Regions from separate parts of the Zea mays genome. Here region 1 is linked to region 2. A link is a contact called in public Hi-C data. All regions are on one chromosome and are shown on one strand. The core of a region is the stretch at or near the end of the contact, and the rest is flanking DNA. Distances in the headings are between cores, read along the strand shown.

The links. A called contact is a pair of places that touch in the nucleus more often than the background predicts.
Region 1: a Hi-C map of leaf mesophyll shows a contact between it and region 2, with 3 times the contacts expected there. The contact joins the promoter of LOC100279570 here to the promoter of LOC100285564 in region 2. A contact is called at or near these places in 10 of 25 Hi-C or Micro-C datasets (bundle sheath, ear, endosperm and 3 more).

Annotation. Positions count from the first base shown.
Region 1 is chr5:94,902,656-94,909,994 of Zm-B73-REFERENCE-NAM-5.0, forward strand. It overlaps LOC100279570, which reads left to right and starts at 4,582. Exons shown (of 2, transcript NM_001152567.1): 1 at 4,582-4,862; 2 at 4,997-6,281. The coding sequence starts at 4,698. The coding sequence ends at 5,875.
Region 2 is chr5:94,462,074-94,468,806 of Zm-B73-REFERENCE-NAM-5.0, forward strand. LOC100285564 (dihydroflavonol-4-reductase) reads left to right here and starts at 2,040. Exons shown (of 6, transcript NM_001158455.2): 1 at 2,040-2,283; 2 at 2,471-2,628; 3 at 2,758-2,943; 4 at 3,061-3,416; 5 at 4,318-4,477; 6 at 4,584-5,009. The coding sequence starts at 2,175. The coding sequence ends at 4,655. LOC118472037 (a long non-coding RNA gene) reads right to left here. Exons shown (of 5, transcript XR_004849520.1): 3 at 4,560-4,970; 4 at 4,055-4,486.

The DNA.
Region 1 (7,339 bases), core at 3,332-5,831, 440 kb after region 2:
AACGAGAATAAACGAACGCGGTAAGCTTCCCCATTAGCCAATTCTCCCAAGTGTGCTATGAATTGGCTTATATGTTCGTGCGTGCTTTTCCCACCTTCACCAGAAAATTTAGAGAAGTCTGGTATCCTAGTCCCCTGTGGATACGACACGATGTCGAATCGGTGGCTATAAGGCTTCCGATACGATTGACCTGTACTTGACATACTAACACCGAGTTTGTCCCTGAACATTCCGGCTACCTCATCTCTAATCCTCTCCGCCATGTCTGGCGACCACCCATTAAGTTTGTGGGTGGAAATCTCAGGTTGCCTAACATCACTCTGTCGGCTTTCCTCCCAGGGATGTCCGAGGTGTGTGTTAGATGTCCTATTAATATCACCAGCTCCTGCCCTATACCTCTCAGGCTCTCTAGTGGCCGAACAGTATTCAGCCCTGTGTCCATGAGGTGGCATGGCATGGTTATAATGTGTTGCTGGTGGGTACCATATTGTTGCTGCGATGAGTGTGGGAATGGTTGTGCAACTCTTGGTTCCGCGTACGCATACCCGGACAGTCCGGCGTAAGGGGACGGATGGTCCGCAACCGGGCCAAACGGTCCGAAGGTGTGTCCGGACTATCCAGCCGTATATGGTGCTGCCTGGGTAGTCTCGTACCCGGACCGTCCGTCGTAAAGGGCTGGACGGTTTGTGATCGGGCCGAATGGTCCAGGGCTGTACCCGAACGATTCGATCATATATGGCACGACTTGGGCGGTCTATGCGTGGACTCGTGTATAGTCGGATGGTCCGGTGTAATACGCTGGTCGGTTTATGCCATATCCGGACGGTCCGACATAAGATAGCGGACGATCCGCAACATATCCGGACGGTCCGACATAAGGTACCGAACGGTCCGTGACATATCCAGACGGTCCGGCGTAATGTACCGGACGATCCGTGATGGGGCCGAATTGTTCGGGGTTGTACTAGGATGGTCCGACCATGCACGGTGCGACCTGAGCGTTTTGTGTGCGGGCCTGCGTCGGGTCGGACGGTCCGGCAAAATACGCCGGACGGTCCGCGGTATAACCGGACTGTCTGAGATGATGCTCGGACGGTCCGGCTGCGTCCAGTACTTGTCGCGTGCCTAATGGCAGCGGCTGTGATGGTGACACGAAAGCGTGCATCGGCATACCACATGATGGTTGGGTCAAGGGTGACCCATTTGTAGCCGATGCGCTTGGTGCGGGTGGCTCTGTATTAGACTCACGCGATGGAAAACTAGGAGCAGTTGATTTCTCGTATGAACGTAAATGCATTTTAATAGATTCATCTACATATTGCTTTAACTGATCTCCTTGTTGATCCATGAAAGTCGTAAGAGATAGATCTGGAGTACTTACAGCAGGACCCTGAAGTGGAGGTAGGCGAGCTTTCATATCGATCTCCCCTTGACGGATGATCTTCTGGTGGCAATCCACCGTGAAGTGTGACAAAGACTTTTCTGTCGCCTCCTTGCGTCGTTCGGAGAGTTTATGCAGCAATTCTGCCTCCTCCTTGTCACGTTGTTCGTTCCATTGCCGCATCACCTCCTTCTCATCGCGCATTATGAGGTCCTCAAAGGGTCTTTGGTCATCAGCCGGGAGCGCCTCCATGGCCGGCTTGATGATGTTGGTGGTGGAGATCTTGGTGTGATCCTTAGAACCGGCCATCTATGGACCGATTTTTAGTAGATCTAGATATCTAGTCCCCAGCGGAGTCGCCAAAAGTATGTTGACACCTTTTCGAGCGCCAATCACTATAACGAGAACCGGCGGCGGTGCCCTCTGCAAAGGCGCGGACGGTCCGCGGCCCGGGGCCGGACGGTCCGCGACCTGGTACAGGGGCTTGGGTTCCCTGCCTGACAGCCGGACGGTCCGCGTCTAGATGCCGGATGGTCCGCACGTGCGCAGGGGCGGCGAAGGTCGCGGCGGCGCCTGGATCTCGCTCCTGGGAGGAACCCCGTCGGAGAGGAGAGATCCTAGGTGTTGTCTAGGCTCGTTAGGCCGACCTAGACTCCTCTAATCGACATAGAGTCGAAGAGAAGCGGAGAATTTGGGGGATTGAAATACTAAATTAGGGCTAAACTAGAGCTACTCCTAATGCATAAGGTAAAAAAGAGAAATAGACTTGATTTGATCGATTGTTGGGAGTTCAATCGACCGTAGCCTTTCATCTATATAAAGGGGAGGACTGGATCCGCTTCAAATTGTTTCACGAGTTAATTCCACGGTTTTAGGCAACAAATCCTGTGAGAAACTAGGAACCCTAACTGAGGCGCGGACCGTCTGGACCGCGGACGAGGCCGGACCATCCGCTTAAACACCTTGCTACCAATGCTATACTGGCACATCGATCTATTATTTCGACAATAGTAATAAGATGGTTATTATTATGGTCAGCGACAGAGCTGTACTGATGATGGACCTGGACGTGAACGACGACGACGTACGTGAGCACGTAAAACGATACTTTATACGTTTATCTTAAGACAAAAAAAGTAGAGCAAAACTTGGACCTTCTTCCTAGCTAGCTAGCAAGTCCAGTGTCCAGGTTCTCCTCCTCCTAGCTGCTACTAGGTCCTAGTAGCCACCTTCCTCAACGACATGGACACGATAATGCGTTGGAAACCGAGATGCCGGACGCAAAAAAGTCTCTCGCCACATTAATAACTGCTGTTCCTCCCCGGCAGCTGACGGTCCGTCGTCCGTGATGCCACGATAGACTCATATATATATGTGGTGGCCGGCCGGGCCCGGGCCGCAACGGATTGCGGCGCCCCGTGGGTTCACATGTGCGCGAACTGTGTGTCATGGCGTGACGGGGACGTCGCCGCGCGTGTTGTATTGCACCATGGTGCAGAGAGTATACTAGAATTAGGTTATATCCTGGGTGGTAGTAGACTGTGGTGGCCTAGAGGATCCAGTACATGGGAGAGACTACGATCCGTCCCCAGCCCTCGAGGTTTTCTGCGCGACGAAGGTAACGGACGACGCAGTCAATCACGACGAAAACCAGCGTGGAAAACTTACTCTTCCAAGCCAATTTAAACCGATTAAACTCCTCGTATGGGTCAGCTCAACTTGTTAGCCATATACACGCCATCGCAAGCAAGTAGTCGGCCGATCGAGTAACAAGGAACAGGAACAGTTGTACGCCTTGCGGAAACGAAGACAGCAGACAGACGGATTTCCAGGTCCGGTCTCGCAAAATCTTTGTAGAAACCTCTGCACAAGTACTAGAACGCAAAGGTAACGACAAGCCGCGCGCCTGCATGCGACGTGTCAGTCAAAAGAAGAACAGCGCTTCTGCTTACATACGGCGGCCTAATCAATCAAAAACCTCGGCAACAAAGGTGGTCATAAAGAAACGGTGCAAGTACGTACTGATCCTCGCCCCCCGTGCGGCGAGCACTATGAAAGGATGTTTGGTCAGTCAGAATTAGGCAACGGCGGCGGCACGGCGATACGTATATACTACTTACTTGTTGGTAGCTAGTTCGCCGGATTATTCTGATTCCATTAGTTTGGGCCTCCGGAGCTCACCTAGCAAGGAAATTAAGCCGCAGCCATCAGGAGCGACCTTTCCCTCACCTAGACTAGAGCTACCAGCAGTACCACCACATGCGCATGCTCTTCTCTCTCTTTTTTCTTTTCTTTTTTTTGTAAAAAAAAGTTTGTTTAGAAAACAGAAACAGAGAAAGTCTAAAATCTGCCGGATTAATTAGTGCTAACTAAGCTACCACTACCAGGCTCTCGCTCTTCCGACCAGAAAGGCTGGTCAACAAGCTAAAGTCGTCAATTGGTCCCCCCGCCGATCTTTCCTAGGCATGTGTGGTGGTGTATTTTCTTGACTTCCGGAGCCACCGCCACCCAACCTGCAGGCGACCATCGCCGTCATCCTCTCGCGGCTCATCCGCAGGCCGACATGCTATCCGAGGCCAACCAAGGCTTCGCTCACCCGCCTCCGTCCCACCCGACTCGTGACAAATAGGCGTACCAGCACTGAAAAAAAATATTTCAGCAGAGAGGCAGAGGCCACGGCGTCGGCGTCGCCATCACGGTCAGTCACGTCTTCTCCTGCTGGTCCATCGGCAACCTCCAGTGCGCTTCGTCGTCGTCGTCCTCCGACCCCCGCCCCGGGCCCCACCACTCGCCTATTCTTCTAGTAGTTGTAGCAGCAGTATTCCCCCGCCACATTCGCGTGCGCGAATTCCACGGCCCCTTGTTTGTTTATGCGGTCTCTCGTCTCGCCTCAGCTCAGCTGCTGATTCGATCGCCGCGCGACCGGAGAAGAGGACAGGCGCGTGTGCGAGTGATGGCGACGTGCGCTGGGCTGGCACTGGCAGCGCCTCTCTCTCTCTCTCTCTCTCTCTCTCTCTCTCTCTCTCTCTCTCTCTCTCTCTCTCTCTCTCTCTCTCTCTCTCTCTCTCTTCTTCTAGCCGATGAGACCGCCCGGACGGACCATCCTCCTTCGATATTCCCGGCCGGGTCGTCGAGTCCCCCAGTCCCCAGTCCTTATATAAATCACGCCATGTCCCGAGCAATCGCCACTCCAACTCTCAAGCGTCTCTACTCCTCTTCCTCCTCTCTCTACTCTCCAAGTTCTCTTCTCCGTCGACCGCTCTACACGTCTCTTGTCGACCTGGACACCGAGGTGGAAGAAGGAAGCAGTCAGCAGATGGATCCATGGATCAGCAGCCAGCCTTCTCTGAGCCTTGACCTGCGCGTCGGCCTGCCGCCGCTCAGCCTCCACCACCAGGCGCCGGTGGCCGTCGCCTTGCCCAGGCCCAAGCTGCTCGTCGAGGAGAACTTCCTCCTGCCGCCTCCAAAGAAAGAACCAGAGGTACGCATATATACACTACACTCCGATCCTATGTGCGACGCAAGCATGCACCCACCCCACCTGGACTGGACGGAGACGGCGGGCGTGACGACGAGCAAAGACTCTAACGGACTGTCCCCTTGATTTGATCCCAGGTCGCGGCTCTCGAGACGGAGCTGCAGCGGATGGGCGAGGAGAACCGGCGCCTGGCGGAGGCGCTGGCCGAGGTGGCCTCCAAGTACGAGGCGCTGCGGGGGCAGTACACGGAGATGGTGGCCGCGGCGGCCACGGCCTGCGGGAACCACCCGTCGTCCACGTCGGAGGGCGGGTCCGTGTCGCCGTCGCGGAAGCGCAAGAGCGAGAGCACGGACACCGCGCCGCCCGCGCAGCAGCTACTGCACCAGCACTACCCGGCGGTGGCGCCGGACCAGACGGAGTGCACCTCGGGCGAGCCGTGCAAGCGCATCCGGGAGGCGGAGTGCAAGCCCAGGGTGTCGAAGCTGCACGTGCACGCCGACCCGGCCGACCTCAGCCTGGTGGTCAAGGACGGGTACCAGTGGCGCAAGTACGGGCAGAAGGTTACCAAGGACAACCCCTGCCCGCGGGCCTACTTCCGCTGCTCCTTCGCCCCGGCCTGCCCAGTCAAGAAGAAGGTGCAGCGCAGCGCCGACGACCCCACCATCCTGGTCGCCACGTACGAGGGCGACCACAACCACGGCCAGCCCCCGCCACAGGCGCAGGCGCCGCACGACGGCTCCAGCCCTGGCGCCAGCAAGAAGCCGCCGTCGCCGCCGAGGCCGGTCGCCGCCGCTCCGGCGCCGCTCCACCACCAGCAGGTCCAGCAGCACCAGCAGCAGCAGGCGGTTGGCGCGGTGAAATGCGAGCCGCCCGTGGCCGCGGCGGCGTCGGAGCTCATCCGGCGGAACCTCGCGGAGCAGATGGCCATGACGCTGACGCGGGACCCCAGCTTCAAGGCGGCGTTCGTCACCGCGCTGTCCGGCCGGCTCTTCGAGATGTCGCCGACCAAGGACTGACGGAACGGATCGGATGGATTGGGAGATTGGCATCGCAGGAGATTCTGGATCAGATTGTCTTCGAGCGCACGCCGCAATGGTCAACTGCGCAGCGCTGGCTTGGCTGTCAGAGCGAAACAGCGGTAACAGAGCAAGACACGAGGGGTCTGCACTCTGCAGTTGTGCAGGAGGAGGAACAGACACAAGGGGAGGACGGCGCGCGGCCGGACATGGCGTGGAACAGAGATCGTCGTCACCGCCGGCGGGGGTGTGGTCGACGACGCGACATGCGAAACACTACGTGCTAGCTAGCATAGGAAAAAACAACATGAAATCGTACAACCAACCAATCCCTCGCACTGTTTTAGTTGTTAGCTGTAGGCGAAACTGTTCATCCAATTGATCAAATGAAACTTATTTTTTCCCTAGCACTATGTTTCATGAGAATGAGACCAGGAATGAACCAACTTGAGTTTGAAAATTTCCATAGGGGAGTAATAATAACAGAGGTATACTACTGGACTGTGTAGCAGGCGCGACTGAGCTGTGGGCCACCCGCGCATTCGCAAATGTTCCTGAGTAGTAGTTCGCCGAGGATTGGGTTTGAAAAGTAGGCGACCCAGCGGGATGGCGCGGGGCCCAGATGCCAGAGCAGAGTGATCACCGCGGGCTGAAGTTGGCCGTGGCCCACGTGCGACGTTTTGCGTCCGTCGGCGCCGCGCGGGAGGGAAGCTGGGTGGAAACGCAAGGCCGCCGCGGCTGGCGGTGGTGGTGGCCCGGCCCGGCCCGGCCGGTCTCCTGGGCAGAGCTGTGTGGCTTGGCTAGTCAAACACGTGCGGGTCGGTCCGGCGCTCCACTCCACGACTCTGCGTTCCGCCCACGGTGCCGTCGGAGCACCGCAAGCATGCCAATTACCAACCGTCGACCACGGCACCGTTTGCGTTGGCATTCAACAGGTAGCCGTCGTCAGTTCACGGGCAGTCACACCTTTTTCACTAATTAAGACCAGCGAGTCAGTAGCCCATGGCCCAGCCTCTAGAAAGAAACGCCATCACGGGCACCAGAGTGCGGTCGTCTCGTCTTCGTCCAGAGGTCTTTCACGGGAAGGTTCGGAGGTCGCCGCCCGTCGCCATCACCGCACGACTGGCCGGCCACAACGTGGGGCGGTGGACGACCGGACTGCTCCGCCGCCCACCAGCCGCCTCCCCCCGACCCCCGCTTGCTTGCCGATTGACCCGCCAGCCAGGACGCTGCTGTAAGGCTCCGTTTTTTATTTATTATATACATGCATAATAATATTGATTATTACTTACTATCTACTCTGTCGGCCAACCGCGGGCGCCGCAATCCATCACGACGAGGACCACCACCATTATCTACTGCACCAGGCATCACTTGTTTTCTACTCAACCCGTGAAGTCTGGGAAGTTCCGCTTGATTCATCGGGCTGGAAGGAATTGACGCTGTATTGTGGCTGTTATATAT
Region 2 (6,733 bases), core at 790-3,289:
ATAAATTACTCCACTAGGTGATACCTAATTCCATTCCCTCCATTTACCATGACGTTTTTCAAACAAATTTAAGTTTTTCAAGTGGACAAAATACTTTGTGAGCTTGTGTCTGTGTGTAGGGGGACTGTACAGTCCCTCACTTTTATATTTAATTTACATACTACTAAACTAAACAGTATAGTTAATCCGCAGATTTAATTAACCTTTCCATTCAATGCTGAGTTCCCATCAAGGGAACGATGCATAGATCTAACCATGCTATTATTTTGTAGGTCACTTTTTGGTTGATAAAGAGAAACATAATTGTTATTCCTATGCTAATCTTCAAATTGCATTTCCAAAAGAAGTTTTAAACATTATAGTCTATTTGCGGTTCAGTTTGATTTTCCTAGGTGTAGGTTAGCTGAGCAAACAAGGGGGAAAGTTGACGGCTCACGGCCACTGTGGCACACAGCCGTTGTGCTCGCCGGATAAACAAAAAAAATATCTGGACGAATAAACAAATTAGTCATAAAAACAAAAAAAATATAGATGAGAAATAAATCTGGACGGACAAATCAGCGACATAAACGAAAAATCTGGACAACAAAAAAAAATCAGTGAAAAAGACAAAAAGTATTAAAAAACATCCACTGTGTGGCTCGAACCCACAACCACTTGTGCTTTACCGACTGAGCTAGACAAGTTTCATGTACACAACTAAGCTCGTCGCCAAGATCTATGGCGCCGAGCTCGATATCACGTCGCCAGCGCAGCACGTACCTCGGCGCCATAGCCTATGGCGTCGAGCTGTGTTACCTCGGCGCCATAGGCTACGGCGCCGAGCAAAGGGTCCAAAAATGACATTAAAATTTTCTAGTGTCTAAACGTGATTTTTTTCCGAGAAAGGACCAAAATGTAAAAAATTCGGTCTAGATGGTTATTGTTAGAGATAATGGTAGTCAAATAGAAGATGTATTTTTGGGTGGGTACGCAAAGGATGTAATGAGTATCCAAAAATGGATGGGTATTAGAGAAAATCCAAAAGAGATGCTAAAACAACCTCAAAATATTTTTTAAGAAAAAAGGACGATAACTCCTCTCCAACAGACGCCTATTGTTTTCCCATTTTTTCGCTTCCCCCGCATCGATAGCTTCCCTCCTGCATATTTGCGGGAACCAGGACTCTCCCTAATCCATTCGCGTGCGTCCGTAGCAGTGGTTTCCCGCGTCTTCTCGCCGTGTGCTTCCTCACTGATATGATATGATCCTCTCCGCCTTCCCTGTCCTGATATGATATGAACCTCTGCCAACTAATATAATATAGGATGTATCTGTATTTTGTTTTAGAAAACCGAATCAGAAACATAGGATTGTAGGTAACAAAAGTCTATCAGTTTAGATGTTTTGGAGTTAGCAAAGATTTGCGTCGGCAGGCACCGAGGATTCGTGCCGACGTGGACGTCGAGGGCCCAGCGATGCATCACCCACTGGCCACTGGTGGCTCCGATCCTTCAGCGCGTCGCACAAGGCCGCGACGTTTCCCTCCCTTTCACCGACCCCGCACGACACTGGCAAGTGGCATGAGCGGAGCCCCACCAAACAACTGCGACGTGTCCGGGCACGTGATCCCTGCTGTGCTTGCAGGGCACCATTTTTTCAGCGTGATTATTATTGCTAGTACTATTACCAGCAGTACAGAAACAGCTGCTGGTGGCTGGTGGCACTGGCAGTCATAAACAAGAGATTAGAGACGGCTTCCTGCACTATTACCTGTACCACACGTTTAACACAATAGGCAGAAAATGATAATGGGATGACGGTTCGCCGTTGGCATTTGTATTCAAGGTTGACAGACACACACACCAGGCGCGGTATCCACTGGTGGTGTTGGTCTTCGTCGCCGTCAAGGTCGTAGCACTCGCGTTTCACATGACGGCCTGGTGCGACCGCGACCGCCTTGAGACACCCGCGTTCTGTGCCATTTCCGCCCCTTCACCGTACCATTTCGTCCCGATTCCGCGGATAAATGCTTGCCCCTATTTGCTCAGCCCGCTCTCGGACGAACCCATTCACCCGTCCGGCCGTCCGTGCGCGGCGCACCCACCCGGCACCGGCACCAGCATCACCGCCCGCCCGGCGCCCGTCACGCTCGAGAGGAGGAGGAAGAAGAAGGGACTGGGCGACAGCGCGCGATGGCCGCCGTCGTGTGCGTCACCGGCGCCGGCGGCTTCATCGGCTCGTGGATCGTCAAGATCCTCCTCGCCCGCGGGTACGCCGTCCGGGGCACCTCCCGCCGCGAAGGTTGGTACGCGCTGGTCGCTGCCTGCTCCTCCCCTCCCTCCCTCTCTCTCCGTTGTCCGTTCCGTCTCCTCTCCTCCTCGCAATCCCAACAAAAGCGCCGGAATGTCTCTGACGTGACGGGTTGTCTTTGGCTGTCGCTTGTGGCGGCGGCTGGATCTCTCGAATCCCGACTCGGCTGGCGGCGCAGCTGCTGACCCCAAGAACGCGCACCTGTGGGCGCTCGACGGCGCGGCGGAGCGCCTCACCATGCTGCAGGTGGACCTGCTCGACCGCGCCAGCCTCCGCGCCGCCTTCCGCGGCTGCGACGGCGTCATCCACACCGCCTCGCCGATGCACGACAACCCCGTAAGCACCGCCGCCCGCCCGCCCGCCCGCCAATGACGAGACCTCGCCTCTTGCCCTCTCCTTGGAAGCAGTACAACACGAGAGCGCAAGGATTAAAACTGAAGCTTCTCATTCACCCCTGGCTTGCAGGAGGAGATCATCGAGCCGATTATCGCCGGGACGCGGAACGTCGTGGAGGCGGCGGCGGACGCCGGCGTGCGGCGCCTGGTGCTGTCCTCCACCATCGGCACCATGTACATGGACCCGCGCCGCGACCCCGACGCCCCGCTCGGCGACTCCAGCTGGAGCGACCTCGAGTACTGCAAGAGCACCGAGGTAAACAAAAAACTCTCGCCCGGCCTGCGAATCAATTAGTACAAAAGAAAGAACCCCCGCTCCGGCGCGCGGCCAGTCCTGAGTCCTGACGCCGTTGGAATGAATGAATTCTCACAGAACTGGTACTGCTACGCAAAGACGGTGGCGGAGCAGGGCGCGTGGGAGGCGGCGCGGGCGCGGGGGCTGGACCTGGCGGTGGTCATCCCGGTGGTGGTGCTCGGCGAGCTGCTGCAGCCCAGTATGAACACCAGCACCCTGCACATCCTCAAGTACCTCACGGGACAGACAAAGGAGTACGTCAACGAGTCGCACGCCTACGTGCACGTCAGGGACGCCGCCGAGGCGCACGTCAGGGTGCTGGAGGCGCCCGGAGCCGGCGGCCGCCGGTACGTCTGCGCCGAGCGCACCCTGCACCGCGGCGAGCTCTGCCGCATCCTCGCCGGACTCTTCCCGGAGTACCCTATTCCGACAAGGTATGGGCATTTTAATAATGGTTTCGTCGTTTCGAACAATGTGCTATCAAAGGAAATAGTGGTGGACTGCTCCAAAAATTCAACTTGTGCACGATGATATTTGAAGAAATCCATGGCCAGGAGGGTTTATGACGAGTAGCCTAGTTGGTCTGCTCAGTAACGACTAGTTAATGTCCTTTGGACAAGGTCAAGAATAGCTCTCCATGGATAGAAAAGTCCATCTGATGATGCTGCACAGTACTTTGTTAGCTACGAGTCAGATGATGGGTATCCATGCTTAGATAAGCCAAGATACTCCACGTAATAGAAAACTGAAACCCGGAGTGCATTTTAGTCATGTGAATGATCATGCGGCCCAGTCTTTTCTTACTCTCTCCGTTCTAATTTATAATTCGCTTGATTTTTTACTCTAAGTTTGACTGACTTATCTTATTTAAAAAATTTATAATTATTGTTATTTTTCGCGGTGATATTGTTTTACTTTAAATGTGGCATTGAATTTTTCAATTTTTCCAAAAAAAATGAATAGGACGAGCCGGTCAGAAAAAACCGAATGAATTTTAATTTAGTAACTGCGCTTGGCTTGCAATTGCAAATGTTATGCTGATAAACTGAAGAGGTAGGTGTGACCGACTGACCGGTGCCTTGGACGATTCCTTAAAAGCAAAGCAATGCCTATTCTTTCCTTTGAAGGCAGCACATGGATGGACGACCCTAGGGGTACCTCAAGGCAAAAAAGAAAAAAAAAACATCACCTTGTTTTGAAGATATAGCAACAACAACATATATACATGGTGTCTGCCTGTCTGGAGTCCCAAACTGCTTCGAGACAAATGCATTTGCTCTTTGCTGTTGCAGCACTACACTGATAGCATGCTATTTTTTTGTTTTGTTTTTGCAGGTGCAAGGATCAGGTGAACCCACTGAAGAAGGGCTACAAGTTTACGAACCAACCTCTGAAGGACCTTGGCGTCAAGTTCACGCCAGTGCATGGGTACCTGTACGAAGCAGTGAAGTCCCTTCAAGACAAGGGGTTCCTCCCGAAGACATCTGGCGCCAAGGTAATAACACTAAAAAAAGAGAACACCCCTTGAAGATCACTTGAACACACAGAGCTTACGTTTCATGTGCACATATTCTTACTGTTGCCTTTTTTTGTTGTTCCAGGTGCCTGAACGACGCAGCTGCCTGCCTCAAACGACATCACAGCCACCACCCGAAATCGTTTCGAAACTTTGAGGTGGATCTGCACACGTGCTCAAACTGGCCATGTGTTTTTTTGTCAGAACAAGCCGTTCATTTGATTGGTTATTAAAAGATTTTGGGCAGTCTGTTCTTACATAGCAAAAATGTCTTGTCTCTGTCTATGGTGCATCCTGTTGCTTTTGCACTACAACTATACACATCCTTGTCTGGGTAGTCTGTTCTTTACATAGCAAAATGCGAAGTCTGCAGGGTGATTTCAGCGATGATGGAAGCATGCCCGCCCACCTCTTGACTGCATGCGCTGGTCAGCTGCGGCTTATTCTACACATCTTGCTTGTCTGTACTAGCCTGAGTTCAACAAGGAACAAGTCAGTCTACGCATCGGTTCAGCAGAAAACCCGTTTCTACGTGTCCTGTTTCTCGGAATACAAACTGAGATAGAAAACGGTATTTTACATGATCTTAGGGCTAGTTTAGGAGCCACAAAATTGGAGGGATTGGATGGGCTAGAATTTCCTTCTTATTCAAATTTAAATAAGAATAGGATTTTAATTCCGTCAATTATCTTCAGTTTTGTGGCTCTAAATTAGCCCTTAGAGGAAGAATAAATTGTCGGAAACTTCTAATGCATGCAATCATATGTGATAGACATGTAAAAATCATGCATCTAAGATCCATGAGTTCCAATTACCGTATTGGGCAGGACTCCGACTCCTCTAAAAATAGCTCCGGCTTCGGCTTCTCTAGCTCCCTACGTCGTCACTAAAGGTCACACTGGGCATAAAACCCGAGCCCGAAGCTCGAAACCCGAAAAACCCGAACCCGTATAGCCCAATACCCGATACCCGAAACATTTATGCGGGTAGTAAAACTTAAAACCCGATATTATTTCGGGCTTAATCGGGTAGCGACATCCGGTACCCGAAATACCCAAATACCCGAACTATATAAATATCACCACATGCGTCTATAGTACCAGTACTAATGTTGTTTTTCTTTGCCCAGTTGACATACTAATGTTGCTCTTCCGTCCAGTATGCCAGCACGCCGTGGTGCAGTACTGCCGTAGCACCTGGCCGGACTGCCACAGCTAGCAGTCCATCACCCAACCGGCCAACCATTAGTCATGCTTCTGGTTCTAGAGTTTGCTATTTCCTCAACTAATCAAGATCAGTTTCACGGTGAAATATTTCCTAGTTTGCTCATTTTCTACTCTCACTGCATGCTTATGGCTCAAAAGCCCGAACTGCATGCTCATTTTCCAGTGTGCTTCCTGTTCTAGAGTCTAACTGCATGCTCATTTTCTAGTGTTTGATTCCTGATATTTTTGTAAAAATACATGTGTAAATATTTGATGTCACATTGATCTGCAATGAAATCGGGTAGAACGGGCTACCCGTACCCGAACCCGAATTTTTCGGGTACCCGAATTTTTGGGTTTTGCTTAAATTGGATACATATTCGGGTATTGTTTCTGAAAGCCCGAATTGTCAAAAGCCCAAACTACCCGACCCGAAAATTCGGGCTAACCCGAATGCCCAGCGTGAACTAAAGGTGTTAGAGCTGTTTAGCAATTCCGCGAAACAACTTCTTTGTTTCTTTGGAATGGTGTATGAGGATAAGAAGTGCCGATAGAAGTCAGATTTTTGGTGTTCTGACTTCCAACAAAAAAACAGGTCCAGCTCTTGAAAGTCTCTCGACGAGAAGTCGCTTTTTGTAACCGTTTGGTAAGGCTTTACGACGAGCCAGAGCTAGAGCTGCCCAAAAAATCATAGCAAAGGGGCTCTAAACATGACCTTTTATCTCCCTCTAGGTTCTAGTTCATAGTATACTGGGAATGATCCAATTCCATATAATATAAACTCGGCCGGAGAGGGAAAGACAACCCTCCCTGTATTATATTAAGAAGAGATCGAAATATGGTTTTAACTGAGAAAACTCCCGAACCCTAGGCCCCATCACTAACGGGCTGATTAATTACTCACTTTTCAACGGCCTAGTTGTAGGGTGACGCACAGGATTTCGTTCCCCGAGAGGCCGAGAGCGGGTGAGCCACAACGAGGGAATTTTTTAACCAAGTCCGAAAATTCGCTTCCGAGTGGGATCGAACC